2 separate regions of the Mus musculus genome follow, and region 1 is linked to region 2. A link is a contact called in public Hi-C data. All regions are on one chromosome and are shown on one strand. Each heading gives the region's core, a stretch centred on a gene start, on an enhancer-like site or on the middle of the called end of the contact. The rest is flanking DNA. Distances are from core to core; before and after follow the strand shown. Region 1 has its middle 320 kb from the start of Gm36824. Region 2 overlaps Gm36824 (a long non-coding RNA gene).

The links. Hi-C and Micro-C count contacts between places; a contact is called where the count stands out from the background.
Region 1: a contact with region 2 is called in a Hi-C map of cerebellar granule neurons, with 2.9 times the contacts expected there. The contact joins two enhancer-like sites. A contact is called at or near these places in 4 of 484 Hi-C or Micro-C datasets (cerebellar granule neurons, cerebellum and cerebral cortex).

The regions. Positions count from the first base shown.
Region 1 is chr16:6,424,959-6,429,253 of GRCm38.p6, forward strand. It overlaps a transcript of Rbfox1 not described here. Among named protein-coding and RNA genes, the nearest start is that of Gm36824, 320 kb to the left of the region's middle. Within about 2 kb of position 2,548, at least 4 of the 459 cell types and tissues checked have an H3K27ac peak or open chromatin away from gene starts, as enhancers often do. A contact at or near this core is called in cerebellar granule neurons and cerebellum, where this site is marked.
Region 2 is chr16:6,083,267-6,087,870 of GRCm38.p6, forward strand. It overlaps Gm36824 (a long non-coding RNA gene), which reads right to left. Exons shown (of 4, transcript XR_875875.3): 4 at 3,340-3,437. It also overlaps a transcript of Rbfox1 not described here. Among named protein-coding and RNA genes, the nearest start is that of Gm52235, 5.6 kb to the left of the region's middle. Within about 2 kb of position 1,900, at least 17 of the 459 cell types and tissues checked have an H3K27ac peak or open chromatin away from gene starts, as enhancers often do. A contact at or near this core is called in cerebellar granule neurons and cerebellum, where this site is marked.

The DNA.
Region 1 (4,295 bases), core at 1,298-3,797, 340 kb after region 2:
ATGTGGCAGATGGCTTTCCCCAAAACAAGCTATAAGAGGAAGGAAAGGGCGGAGATGGATGGAAACAGGGTAGGGGGTAGAAAGGGGAGGATAAAAGGAGGAGGGAAAGAGAGGGTGTGCAAGAGAGTCCCAAAGATGGAAGTGATTTTTAATTTACATGTAACTCTTTACTTATAAATCTTTTATAAGCTAAGATTACATCTAAGCTACATACATCATGGATCTCATATTTCATCATCCCCATAGGCCAGCTATGGGACACTATGGAGGAGTCAACAAACAACAAATGGGTACCAGAGCAGAGTTTAGGTGGCTGTATTTGAAAGCTGCCTGTCGTGTATTTTGTTCAGGTACTTCTGAATGTAGCAGTGAGATAATACCCTAGCCATTTTCTGATCTCCCCTTCTATTCTTTCAGCCAGTTGTAAGGAAAGTTGTGTTACTTATATGATTAAAACTAGCAGATATGTTAATATTTTAGAATAGATGTTCTTGGATCTATCTAGCCCAGGTGTACATGTGATCTCATACACATGTGGGTAGAGACTACCAGAAGATGACCTCATTATTCATTAGTCACTAGCCATCTTGATGTTTGATGTATAGTAGCTCATGAGCCTTAATCTGTCCAAATAGGTGAGGCTGGGTGGCCAGCAAGCCCCAGTGACCCACCTGTCCCTACCTCCCCACAGTGTATATTACAAATATATACAGTGCCACATTTAGCTTTTCTTACATGGGCTCTGGGGATTGAACTCTTACTCAGTTGCTGGTAAAACAAGCATTTTGCAAATGAGCTCTTGCCTCAACTGGGCAGCTTGAGATTTGAATTCTATGTCTCTTGATGTCCTTGTGTGCTGGAGACAAGGGAACTTTTGTGTTACTGGTAGTGCATGGCACATTGGGTTGCTGCTAGGGTCTAGTACCTGTGCTTATGGCAAGCTAATAGAAGAATGTTAAACACAGGGTACAAAGGATTGTCAATCATTGTATGATGATCACCCCATAGTCAATCCACATTGAAGAAATGTGAAATTCCTGCAGATAATCAGAAAAAGGCAGAAAACCCCTGAATATACATTCTATTTACCATTACTTGAAACTTCTTTTGAAGTCACATCAAGTGGTTGATACACAGAAAGATGGAAAATTGGCCATTGTGGTTCCATGGCTTGTTTGTGTGAGCTTGTACATTCCATCTCGCATCCACAATCCATCCTCACAGTACTACTACCATGATGTAGTCTTTCTACATTAGTGTGTACCCCTGTGAGCACTTATCTTGCATCCATAGTGTATTATCACATAGTGCCACCACCCTGCAGCCTTTCCATTACGCTCTCTATAGACAACCAGGAAGCGACTTCCAGAGGCAAATGGCTGATGCCTGAATTCCACTGCTGTTTTGATAAGTTCACTTTGAGCAGATTTTTCATGTCTTCCCTATTTATATCTTTTCAAATCCAATCTCCTTCAATCAATTTTAATCCTCTAATGTGTTTGCTATAAGTACTGTACAATTCACTTGTCCTCAATAATAAAATTCATTTTGGTGCGGCCAGACTGTAATTTGTTTGAGAAGGAGTCCTTAGGAAGCCCTTACGTTCTCTTCTGATTTAGAGGGCAACCTTCAGTGTGGGAAGAATTGTGTTGTCATGTGCTTGAAGTATTCTTTCATGACTGACAGTGCTGTTTAAATAATGGACGGCCAAGCCTTGTGCTTAAATGAAATCTGACTACACTAATTCTGTTCTATATTAGGGAACTTCAAGAGTTCTGCAAGGACACGATTTCATTGACAGTGGATTTATTTTTTTCAGTTTGTGCAAATTATCCCCATGGTGCCTCATACCTCCTCCACCGAAACATACATTTATTCCCTAATATTGAATATTTTTATTGCTTTAATTCTCATGGTACTGTGAGCCAACAAGAATTGAACAGAAAGCCTTTCTGCGTACAGGTTAAAATATAAATTCAGTGGAGCAGAGGTAAGAAGGTTCAGTAAATAATGGTCCTTGCCACTAGTGTTGATGACCTGAGCAGAATTGACCCTCACAAGTGTTCTCTGACCTCTACATACATGCTGGAACATGTCCTCCCCAACCACAAGTAAACAAATAAATGTAAGCAAAAAGTACATTAAATAGGGTGTTATTATACAGAGTCCAGATATTTATAACTAGTGTGGGTGGGTAGATATGTAATCTTTGCATACATGAGGGGCAACCAGGGGATCAAGGGCAGCTTTCTCTACCTAGTATGATCCTCTTTCCGACATGCAGACAAATGAATGGATTCATTGAATTGAGTTTTCAAAAAAAAAAAAAAAAGAGAGAGAAGAAAATGGAGGAAGAAACTAAAGCATGATAGACTAAGCTTGTGCTCATATGTGCTTCCTAAGCATAAATTTAGTATGCTGTGTCTGGAGCTGGAGAGACGGCTTATCGGTTCAGAGTGCTTTCTTCTCTTCTGGAGTTCCCAAGTTGCTTCCCAGCATCTTCATTGGTCAGCTCACAACTACTTGCAACTCTAGCTCCAGAGGACCTGACATCCTCTTCTGGTTGGCAAGGGCACCTGCAAGCATATCCATTTGCAAGTATGTGCCCACACACACATAAAGAAAAAATTTTTAAAATATCATCAAGTCTTTATCTATGTATAGTAATATATACATGTCCATAAACCAGTTTTGTGTGTGTTTGATGGGGAAAGTAAACAGTGAGATAACATTTGATTGTTTACCTTATGTCTCTGGCTTTTTAAAATGATGCCTGAAGACAAAGCACTTTTTTATTTAGACTTGGCTGGAAATTATCTGTCATATGTAGATGATTATACAATATTTGCCAGCTTCCTACTCGGGGAAAGTCATAGCAGATGGTGCAATTTATGTGCCATGTGCCATTTGTTTAAGCATGGAAATCACTAATATTTTTCCTCAATTATTATAACTATTTTACTTCTATAGACTGAACTGACTTTGAAATACCATCTTTTGCGGCTAGGTCCGGGAGGGGTCGGGTGGGGAGAAGGAAGTATTGTGCATGGCTTTGACTCCAAGCTGCAGGGCCCTGGATTGTAGAGATGCGCTTCAGTTCATTAATCAGGGACCCAGAGCGCCCTGCTTTCTAAATGGTGTTATTGTGTTCCAAATATAGAGTCCTCCCTGATCACTAAGGAGCAAGCCCTATTCAGATCAGCGCACATTTCAGATTGGCCTTTATAAGACAAAGGTTTAGAATTCACATTTGCGACTTTGAGGGTCCCCAGGGAAGACATCTTGAAGTCAACATCCTTTCAGGCATGTAGCGCGTAATTTGTTTTGATAACTACAAACAAAAGGGGTCTATTCCCCAAAGGCTTCTTTGGAAATTGTCAGAGCCTCTTCCTCTTAATGATATGAGCTGTTCTTCCAAGGGGAACCAAAAACTGGAGAGGAAGGTAGATGCGACTACTGCAAACGCCACATTGGAGAGTGGGGACAACTCTGAGAGCCATGGTTTCCAAGAACCTCAATGAGGTGACCTTGATCTAGCAGGATCAGTACTCACATGGGTTTCTATACTGAGCAATGCTGTAAATGTGTTCCTTCCTTTTATTGAGTCTTTCCCTTCAGATTGTAAGAGAAGGAATGAACAAATTGCTGGAGTGGTTTCTGACTAAGTTTTAATTGTCACACCCCAAAGACACCTGAGAAGGGAGTTTCAGTTGAGGGACTGCCCAAATAAGATTGTCCTGTGAGCATGTCCGGAGGTGCTGTCTTGATTATTAATTGATGTTGGTCTGAGTAGCACCATTCATTTTCTGGTAAGGTAGTCCTGGGATGTATAAGGGATTTAGCTAAGAATAGGCCAGGGTATGAGCCCACAGACTGTTCCTCCATGGTCCCTACCTGGACTTCCCCAGTGTACTGCATCCTGGAAGTGTGAGGCAAGTAGGCCCTTCCATCCCCTACTTGCTTTTGATTGGAGATTGTGTTTCTAGCAATAGAAATCTTACTAGAACACAGGGATTTGGAAAGGGGATATGACAAAGCTTGGGTAGTTATTCTTCTCTGGGAACCCTCATCCTTAACCTACTCAATATGGAGAGTTCCCCTGAGTCTCTTACTGGTAAACTTCCTTATATCAACTGAATAGGGAAAAGTGAATGGTCAGAAAATAGTTGTTACACAAAAAGAAGAGGGCCAGATGGATTGCCAGAGCACTAGAACCACTGAGGGCATACAATTATTCTTCCTGTAATGACTTTATGACAAAAATTGTGTATGGAGCATGGTAGGTGGCCACACTG
Region 2 (4,604 bases), core at 650-3,149:
AGTACTTTGACAAAATATAAGTTTATTTTTTTTCAAAATGAAGTATATATATATATATATAGAGAGAGAGAGAGAGAGAGAGAGATGAGAGATAGAGAGAGTCATAAACATGGAAAATAAAACCAGGATTGAAGAGGAAGTAAAAGCATCATCCCTGACATTTATTGATGGCTGTTTCTCTTCTATGCCCTCAGGTGTTCCAGGTCAGTGGGTGGGTGTGGTATGTAGGGTAATTCTTCCTTCTGTTAGTCTTATTGTCAAGCCCTGTTGGGCAGAAGCAGCAGCCTCTGAGAGGGGCTTAAGATGAATGACAGATCCTTACCTTTCTACCCCAGGGGCCACAGTATCACCCTCTGGACTGAAAGACCATTTATAAAGCTCCCTGGTTTGCCTTTATTATTTCAAAGAGAAGGAAATCAAAAGCAGGTACTCTTTCTCCAAAAAAAAAAAAAAGACATTTATGTGGATGGTTTCTATGCCTGCAGTGAGCCTTAGTCACTCACATGCACAGAGTTCAGAAGCTATGTCCTGCTTGGTGCCCAGTGTGTAAGACACGCGTGGATTGGCTTCTTCCACACAGCATCATCCTGGCTCTGGTCTGACGTCGGTGTGTGTAGGGCATGTCTCAATTCAAGAATGGAAAGAGCTTATACCTGTGTTTTGTAGGGACTGAGGGGCACACAGCAGACTGAGTGTCTCATAAAACAGATGTAGAGAGCTTCCTGCTTTTCAGGCATGCGAGAGATGAGCTATGAGCTAATAGTGCTCTCTGATGACAAGCCAGAAGGGAGTTCAGACGTGTATGAACTTGATTTCGTAGACAAACTCAATTGTAGCTATTGGTGTCCTCCTAGAAATTCAAGACATAATGCTCACTTCTCATATTTTAGTGGTTGCAAGACAACCTCCCTATCTTGGGAGAAATGGATAGTTTTAAATGGAGAAAATGTGCACGTTAAAGTTGGTGGTCTTTGAAATTAAGAATGGGAAATTTCCTTTTGGTAGAATGTGGCATGTGGTGCCTTTAGGGTATTTGTTCTGTTAATATGATTTTATTTAAAGAACAAGAAAAGATATGATTCTCTCTTTGTACATTGAATGCACCAAAAAAAAATCCCTCCTCTCCAGTGCACTTGACTGTGAATCTCAATGCTTACATGATGGAAATAATAACAGGAAATTGTAGATAATAATAAATATATTCCTTACCCTGTCTTCTTTTCCAAAGGTTTTTTATAGCTGTACACAAACACCTTTTCTTTTTGTAGAAGCAAGATGCTGAGAACAGAGAAATGACTGATTGGAGTGGATCATTTTAATTCTTTAAAAATACTACAATACTGTTAATCAACAGTGTCTATGGAGTTTTTCTCTATACCTGGTATAATACATTGTGAGTATCGAGAATGTAAGAATTATAACTGCATTAGGATTGTCTTGAGGAAAATGTTCTTACTTACAGAGGTCTGAGGTTGCAGCTTGTTGGCCTGTGGTCATGCAGTTATTTAATGGAGGGCTTGGTGTTAGAGGTCAGATACCTTCTTCTGGAGCTTAAACCTCACCGGCATCTCGAGGTTGAGGCTTCTAATCACTGTTAATTCAGCCCCCACACTACTGGGCATCAGCACATTGGACTGGAGTCAGCTGGATAGAGGGAACCGATGCTCAGAGAAGTCTGGTGGTCCAGCTGAGCTTGGGAGGTTTAATTTCTTCCTTTATAGCCACCCAGGAAGACCTTCATTTTTCTAACTGAGTAAATGTCTTAGGCAGGAGTTTTGAGAGAAGATTTGCATGCCTGTTCTGTGGCTTTTAACAGGTGCTACCCAAGGACATCTCTACAGGGAGATGCACATAGAACAAAATGCTAAGACAATACAACATCGTCATGAGCAGGTGGCGTGCATGCCATGCATCTGCTGTCTTTACAGGGAGCCCATCTGTGCAGGCAGTACTGCACGTTGGTCGTGAGTAATAGACATAGTCTCTTTTGGAAGACAGGCATTGTCTGAAAGGAGAAATACTAAGCCAATAAACTGGGATACCCTTACCCTTACCACTTTAGGATGCTTCCAGTTACCTCTACATTTTAAGATAGAAATAAAATAGGAGAATATCTATTTAGGTGAGTTGATAAGAAGAGATGCTTTGGAAAAGCAATAACTAAACTGAAATCTGAATTCAAGCAGGGAACAGTTATACAGGAAAATATTATAATGTGTGTGTGTGTGTGTGTATATGTAAAAGCAGACGTGCTGAACCTAGCACAAGTCTTTAGTGTGAAAATGAGGTTAAGTTTCTAGAGTCACTCAATGATGCAGTCTCCATTATGTTTTCCCATTTTTAAACCTATTGCCTACAATTCTCATAGGCAATGAATGTCTTCTACCTTATTGTTATAGAAAAAAAAAGAGAATAGATAAGGATTCTACCTCTACCTATCCAGAATCCAGTTTCCCAGAGCACAGAGATGCCAGTTGTGGTGGGTGAACCCATGCTTTATAGGACTTGGAATCTGAGCCCACTTATGACCCATTAGGGTGAATACTGTAATTGATTAGCCATGTCTGCTACCAACTTAGCATTAGAAGGCCGGGTTATATATAGTGTATGTTTGCCTCTCTCTAATGACCCTTTATTTATCTGGCTTGTACTGATAATTTGAAAATGTACTTGTAACTTTCAGTTTTCTGTTCCTTCTTTTTCTGTCTGATTTAAATAAAATAGTCAGCAATAATTGAAACCAATCAAAGAAGGAAATATATACAGGGAGACAACACTGTGTAATTTCACCAAAGGATCTCAACAAAGCAAATGGTGCATCGGCAGGCATTGGATTCCTCCTTCTCTCAGTTTACAATGTTAGTGTGATTAATATATAAAGACCAAGATTTTCTGATGTTTGGAATTTGCCCTATTTCTCTATGAGCTTTGTATCTCCCAGAATAGCAGTGCTGATCCGTTTCCTTAAAAATACATCGGATGCCTAAGTGCTTATTTTGCAAGGGCAGCAAAATAATTGGACACAGCAGCTAAGAGCACAGGGGCCCTCTGCTTCCTGAGGAGAGGAGAATGTGGAGTCCCTGCCTGATGGAATGTCACACCAGGAGGCCAGGGACCTCAGCTCTGTGCCAGTGCCACAGAGCAGGATGTTTAAAGGCTATTTATGGAATCAGGGCTGCAGGACTGCAGCTAATTCTCAAAGGGCTCCAGCGAAGGCTTCCCTGGATCATAAAACATATGTTCTTTTAGATATTGGGATCAAATGGAAGAAGAAAGTTGAAACATTTGCCCCCAGTGTGGTAGGTCTTGGGAGGTGGATCCCTGGTGACTTACGATTGTGTTTCACCTTCATGAAGCTCTGCAGTGTGCGTGATCATTTCTCCTCCAGACTTTACCTCTGATGTTCTCATCTGCTATTGACATCCTGGAAAGCTTTCCTGTAATGTTAACAGTAGCCAATCAAACAAAGGGAGATTGCTCAGTTTAAAGTCTATTAGAGGTGTGTGCTCTGCGCAGTGTTGGCCTTTCTCTGTCTATCTTATTTCCCTCTTCTTCCTCACATTTTTCAACACAATATGTTAATGTGTGACCTTGGGTGTCTTGGGCAAAGCTGCTTCTGTGTGGTTTGACAAGGATCATCTGCTGTGGGTTGCTAAGGATGGAGCTCATGTCTGCTGATATGATTCCCTCAAACATAATTTATTCTTGAAGACAACAACTAGGCTCTGGCTACTCTGTATGTACAAGGCAACTGAGCTGTGTGACTCGATTTCCTCTGCACTTTGCCTTCCTTGCTGTATCCCTTACAGAAGCTCAAAGATCGTGTAGTGGAAGCACACAGGGGTTGCTGGAGTTGGAGTTGAGAGGAATGGCAGGGAGACAGAGCCACACTGGAGGTGAAAAGACAGGCTTGCAAATGAGTCCTAAGTGAATTGGAACCATAACCCTGTCCTTGGAGGCACTGCTGCATCTGTGTCAGTCTTGTTGGTTACATGGGACTGAAAACAGTTCTTAACTTCCTGATATGTGAACATTAGCCCGGATGAGAAATTCAGGGAGATGACCACAGTGACTGACCTAGATTGGGTTTCCAGGAGGCACTGCCTTTGTCATGCTGAACATGTGTGTGTGTGTGTGTGTGTGTGTCTGTGTGTGTGTGTGTGTATCTGTGTGTGTGTGTATGTGTATCTGTTTATCTGTGTGTGTGTGTGTGTGTGTGTGTGTGTGTGTGTGTGTGTGTGTGTGTGGAGGGTTATGCAGTGATGGTTAGTTTTAATTACCAACTTGACACACCTCAGAAACACCTGTGATGGCAGTCTCAATGAAAAATTGTCTGCATCATGTTGGAGAATCATTTTGATTGTCATAACTGGTGTTAGAAGCCCAGACCTAGAAGTGAGTGGTGTCGTTTCTGGAGCTTGGGCCCTGTATGGAGTAAGCATAGAGAGAGCTAGCTGGGCAGCAGGCATGCATGGATCCCTTCTCGCTCTGCTCTTGACTGTGGATGGATTAGATGCTTCAGGTTCCTGTCCCGACTGTCTCTCAACAATGGACTCTAACCTGGAATTGTGAGTAGAATAAACTCCCATTTCCTCTAAGTTGTG